2 separate regions of the Mus musculus genome follow, and region 2 is linked to region 1. Evidence: chromatin contacts called from public promoter capture Hi-C data. All regions are on one chromosome and are shown on one strand. The core of a region is the stretch at or near the end of the contact, and the rest is flanking DNA. Distances in the headings are between cores, read along the strand shown. Region 1 holds the start of Slain2 (SLAIN motif family, member 2). Region 2 has its middle 16 kb from the start of Dcun1d4.

Region 1 (2,709 bases), core at 118-2,617:
GGGTAGTCGAAGCAGGGAAAATACAGCATGGAAAGGCAGGAGGGTTAAGTCTTATGTGAGTCCACACCCGGGTGTAATAAGACTGGTTCGGGTGTAATAAGACTGGTTCGAGGGTGGAGGAGGCAATTGGAGTCAACTGCAAACATCAGCCAAAAATTTGAGAGACCAGGCACGGTTGGCTGCTTACCGTATAAGTAAACCAAGCAGCTCACAACTGACAACTGTGGAAGAGTGAGCCAACATGACAGAAAAAAAGCGTTTAAGTTTTGTTTGCAGTCGCTTCCACCAGTACGCATTATAAACAGATGCCACCGAGGGCAGAATTTTACATTTACCACCCCTCAACATTCTCTATTGCCTGTCAACGGGTTGCTTGAATACTTTTCATGTACAAGTTAAAAAAAAAAATTCAAGGAGCATATGCCTTTAATCCCAGCTTTTGAAAAAAAGGCAGAGGATGAGTTTTTCGAGGTCAGCCTGGTCTACAGAGCGTGTCTCAGGACAGCCAGGAATACACAGAGAAACCTTGCCTCAAAAAACCCAAAAAGTCAAGACATACTATTAAAAAGTCTTTTGGGGGCGAAGGGAGAACCCAAGGAATACAATGCACATTAATTACTACCGTTGAAAGATTAGTACAGAAGTGTTTTCCATCATCCTCTTGTCTCTGGACCTGTAAACCTTAAGCCAACGAAACAAAACAACCCCTGCCCACGTGTTTTAAACGGATGAAATAATGCCTTTAAAAGTGCTTAGCGCAGTGTCTGGCTTATAGGAACCACTCAACAAATTACGGTTATCATTTTGACTTCCGAGCTCTGAACCATTCGGGATTCGGGTTCTCATTTTCAGGGGATGGAACGGACGAGCCACAGATGGTCTCTGGGGCTGCTGCCAGCTCCGACAGTCTCCGGTTTCAAGCAGGAACCAACTCAGTATTGCCAAACAAACCAAGGGAACGGTCCATGCGACCAGGCGGGGCCGTCCGACCGCGAGTCTCCGCACAGACGCCTAGGGCGGGGCTGAACCCGAGCCCGAGCCCGAGTCGGAGCCGGAGCCAGAGTCCGGTTCTGGGTCTCACACCCGCCCGCGATGAGCTTTGGGGAGGGTAGGCGGCCAGGGCAAAACTCCAGCGATAGCTTAGCCCAGCCCGGCCGGGCCCTGCCCACCTTTGCCGGCGCCCACCACACCCCTTCCGGCCGGGGCCCCGCCCCAAACAATGACCACGCCCCTCCGGGCCCTGTCCCGTTTCAGGCCCCGCCTCCAGCCCCGCCCCACCGCGAGCCGGGCGCTTAGTTCTTTCAGCCCGCGGGCGGCCACGTCCTCCCCCGACGCTCTGAGGTCACCGACCGGGCTGGCCGGCAGGGGGCGGAGGGACGGAGGGAAGATGGCTGCCGAGGCCGGATATTGGCGCCGCCTCCCCCAGTCGCGGAGCCGGCGCAGATGAGGCGGTTCGGCTGGGGCCAGCGGCGCTTCGCAACCCGAGCCGGGGAGACCCTGGCGGTGGGGCCTGGCCCTGCTCTATGCCGGCGCCTCGGCTAGCGTGAGCGGTGGCGGTAACGCCTCTCTTTCCCCCCGACCCCGCGCTTCCCCTGCGGCTTGGGGAGTCGGAGCGGGCGGCGCGGCCGGCATGGAGGACGTTAACTCCAATGTGAACGCGGACCAGGAGGTGCGGAAGCTGCAGGAGCTGGTGAAGAAGCTGGAGAAGCAGAACGAGCAGCTGAGGAGCCGCTCGGGAGCCGTGCAGGGTGCAGGCCTCCTCGGGCCCGGCAGCCCAGCTCGGGTCGGCGTGTCCACCCCTTCGTCGGGCGCGGCGTCCCCTCGGGGCTTCCCGCTGGGCCTGGGCGCCAAGGCCAGCGGCGGGGCGGGCTCCGGCCCGCGACGGACCAGCAGCGAGGACCTGCGGGACGCCACCTCCTTGCTGGCGGCCGGCGAGGGAGGCTTGCTGGACGAGGTAGAGCCGCTGCGGCCCGACGAGCTGGAGCGCTTGTCAGGCTGGGAGGAGGAAGAGGAGAGCTGGTGAGCGCGGGGCGCTGGGCCCGGTGGGCCTGCGGGGCGGAGGGGTGTCCCTGGGGGAAAGCAGGGTGGGCTCGGCTTGTGGTGGGGACGCTGGCTTTTGCCTGTTTCTGCTGCGGGCGGGCAGGTCCGCTGGAGTTGGGGGGTTTCGAGGCGTGCCTTGGAAACGGGTTTGTAGCTAGTTCTCTGGGTCGTGGAACCTCTGGGTGCAGGACCCAACTGGACCCAGATGGGATCTGTGGCTTGGCACAGTCCCCCGTGGGCCCGCACGCTCAGAGCACTCAGAGGGTACCAAGCTGCTTCGTAGGAAGGGATCCTGCTTTGTGTGAAAGACGGGCTTTCGGATGGTGGTCTGAGCGGTTTGGATTGTAGGGAGGGGTCTGCTTCAAGAGGTAACAACCAGGTGCGGGGACATAGAGAGTAGCTACTAGCAGGCAGTGCTTTGGACCGGAGTGAGATGGGGATGTTTGTGGGGAGGCCGGGTGGACGTCACTCCCCTTTGGGTAGTGGGGGGAGTAAAGCTTTGCTTTGTGTGAGGAGGGCAGTGGAGAGGGATGGGGCTGCTTTGTGTGAAGTCGGTGGTGGATCGGGGAACCCTGAATTTTATATTGGAAAACAAGAATTGCATACGACATAATTTCGGAGCCGTGAAGCAATAGTTAGTTATCCAAGCTGACTATCATTTCCGTGCCT
Region 2 (2,709 bases), core at 96-2,595, 560 kb after region 1:
CAGGTGGCTTAGGATTATAGGTTGGTGAGCTATTGCTTCGGCACCTTTAATGCCTGAAATAGCTATTTCTGTACTCAAGTAGCCCATGATTGCATCCTGACTGATGTGTCTCAAGAGGAAAATATTCACAAAAATAACACATTTAGATTCTCGGCATAGCATCAGGCATAACAGAATACAAAATAGTAGCAAGTTGGGTAAATAATAACTCCTGGAGGAAATAACTGTTTTATGTTGGTGCCCCACAGAAAGGAGACCAGGGAAGCCTGCCGTTTGTGTGAACTGACTTGATAAAAATCTTCCTAAAGAGATCTCTGACCTTGACAGAATAGCTTCCCTGTAATAACTCCACCAGGGAGGAAGCTGGGGAAGGGACACTTGTGGGTTTTGGACTTTTAGAGAATGAGGCTAGTTTGAGGGCAAAGACTGACTAAATTTGTGTGTGTGTGTGTGTGTGTGTGTGTGTATGTATGTATGTATGTGTGTGTGTGTGTGTGTATATATATATATATATATGTATATATATATATATATATATATATATATATATATATATATATCTCCCAAATATAGACTTAATGTTAGGAACATTTTTTGTTTCTTTGTTTTGATTTTGTATACAGTCTCTATCTGGACTGGACTGGAACTTCTCCATGTAGCTTCCCCATGACTTTATATTTCTGTCCTTCAAAGTGTGTGCCACCATGTCTGGTTTATGGGGCCCTGGGAATCAAACTCAGGGCCTCATGCGTTCTAGGCAAACACTCTTGGTCACGCTACCAAATGAGCTACATTCCCCAGTTCAAGAAGATTTTATTTTTAGGATAGATGGGCTCAAATGAGCTGCTATTAAAATTATTTAAGTTTAAGCAGTCTATGCTGTACACGGAAGCCTGGTGGGAATTTGTCTGTTTTGCAAACCTCATTTACAAATTACAGTTTCTACTATGTTCTCATCGAAGCATGTAGCACGGTGTTTGTACTCGACAGACATGTGACTGAATTAGTAAGTTAGTTACTAAAGAGAAAAAGAACAAAGTTAATGCTCTCAGGAGCCTATACAGGCAAGCATAGGGCAGTGGGTTCCTAGGCCATCCCTATAGAGTTTGACTTAGTAGGTGTTGCAGACAGGCGGGCTAGAGACTTTGCTGTTAAGGAATGCCAGCATAGTTGTATGGCGGCTCACAACCATCTGTAATGGAATCCGATGCCCTCTTCTGGTGTGTCTGAAGACAGCAAGACCAGCTGATAGAGGAGAAAGCAGAATGAATTGCATATCTCAGTGTGCATGACCCCTTGGCCATCCATGTACCTGCACGTGGAGCACACACGTGAGCGGGTGAGGGAAAAGGTGAGAGTTGAGGCAAAGAGAAACTGAAGCAATGTGGTTATGTGAAGGCACTTTGGATTGCAGCGTCTGGTCACAGCGAATGTTGTCAGTGCGTTATTTTTATCCATAATAGCATGCCTAAATTGGACTGCTTTATTAAGTATCTTTATTGAGGTGAAATTCACGTAACACTAAACTGCCTTAGAAACAAGCATTAGGTTTTCCCTGAGATTACACAATTACCACCAACTTCTAGCTCAAAAATATTTCAACATCGTGATTAAAAATCCTTCCCGCTGAGTAGCTCCTCCCTAGTATTTACTCTCTGGAGTTCCTGCCAGTCAGCACGGACTCTCTCTCTCTCTCTCTCTCTCTCTCTCTCCTTTCAATTTTGAGCTTACTAAGTTATCAAGGCTGGCCATGAACCTGTGTTCGTTCTGCCTCGGCCTCCCCAATAGCCTGATTACAGGCCCTGGTGCACCAGGAATGGTATGTGAGTGAGTCTCCTGTTCTGAATGTCTTTTGAATGTCCTGTGTGTGTGACCTGCCTGGCTTCTTTCACTTATCAGACTGTTTCAGAGGTCACCGCCTCCGTCCCAGCACGGACCTACACACGGTTCATTCCCCTTTATGGATAGTGACATCCTGCTATGGATAATTTATTATATTCACCCATATGAAAACCTTTGCGACTTTTTGGCTCCTTTGAACTGTACATTGTTTAGAATCACTAGGTCATTCTATTCACAGGTGATTCTATGTATACAAATTTTTAAAGGAACTGCCAAATTATTTTTCAGACTGGCAGAAACATTTTATGCTGAATCAGAAATAGATAGAGGTTTAAATTTGCCCACGCCATCATTGACAACTGCTATTTATTAGCTTTTAGTTACAGTCATACTCAAGGGAGTGTGGAGCTCCCTGTGGTCTGGTCTTGCTTTTACCTAACAGTGAGTGGCCAGTGTTTCCCTTGCTCGTTGATGATGTGTGTTTATTGTCTGGGGAAATGTTTATTTGAAGCTCCTGTCCATTTAAAAATTTGTGGGTGTTTTTGTAGTTGCTGTTATGTTGTAAAAGCTCTCTGTCTCTCTCTGTGTCTCTCTCTTTCTGTGTCTCTCTCTGTCTGTGTCTCTCTCTGTCTCTCTCTGTGTGTCTCTGTCTCTCTCCTTTTAATATTGAGCTTACTTGGTTGTCAAAGCTGGCCTTGGACTTGTGTTCCACCCCAGGAACCTGATTACAGGCCTGGTATGAGAATTCTTTACATACTCTAGATGTTAGGCCTTTGTCCAACTACGGACACTATGGTTTAAAAATATTTTATAGCTATACTTACTTCATTCTTATTAGTGGTCAGTACCTTTTCTCTCTTTCCTCAT

Evidence for each region. Promoter capture Hi-C pulls out the DNA fragments that hold promoters and counts their contacts.
Region 2: a contact with region 1 is called in a promoter capture Hi-C map of liver, with 2.6 times the contacts expected there. The contact joins the enhancer-like site here to the promoter of Slain2 in region 1. A contact is called at or near these places in 7 of 39 promoter capture datasets (the SN4741 cell line, erythroid cells, fetal liver and 3 more), 3 of 484 Hi-C or Micro-C datasets (CD4 T cells, CD8 T cells and liver) and 2 of 9 other capture datasets (adipose tissue and liver).

What each region holds. Positions count from the first base shown.
Region 1 is chr5:72,912,995-72,915,703 of GRCm38.p6, forward strand. It overlaps Slain2 (SLAIN motif family, member 2), which reads left to right and starts at 1,368. Exons shown (of 8, transcript NM_001113423.2): 1 at 1,368-2,019. The coding sequence starts at 1,631.
Region 2 is chr5:73,473,291-73,475,999 of GRCm38.p6, forward strand. No RefSeq gene overlaps it. Among named protein-coding and RNA genes, the nearest start is that of Dcun1d4, 16 kb to the right of the region's middle. Within about 2 kb of position 1,346, at least 10 of the 459 cell types and tissues checked have an H3K27ac peak or open chromatin away from gene starts, as enhancers often do. A contact at or near this core is called in adipose tissue and liver, where this site is marked.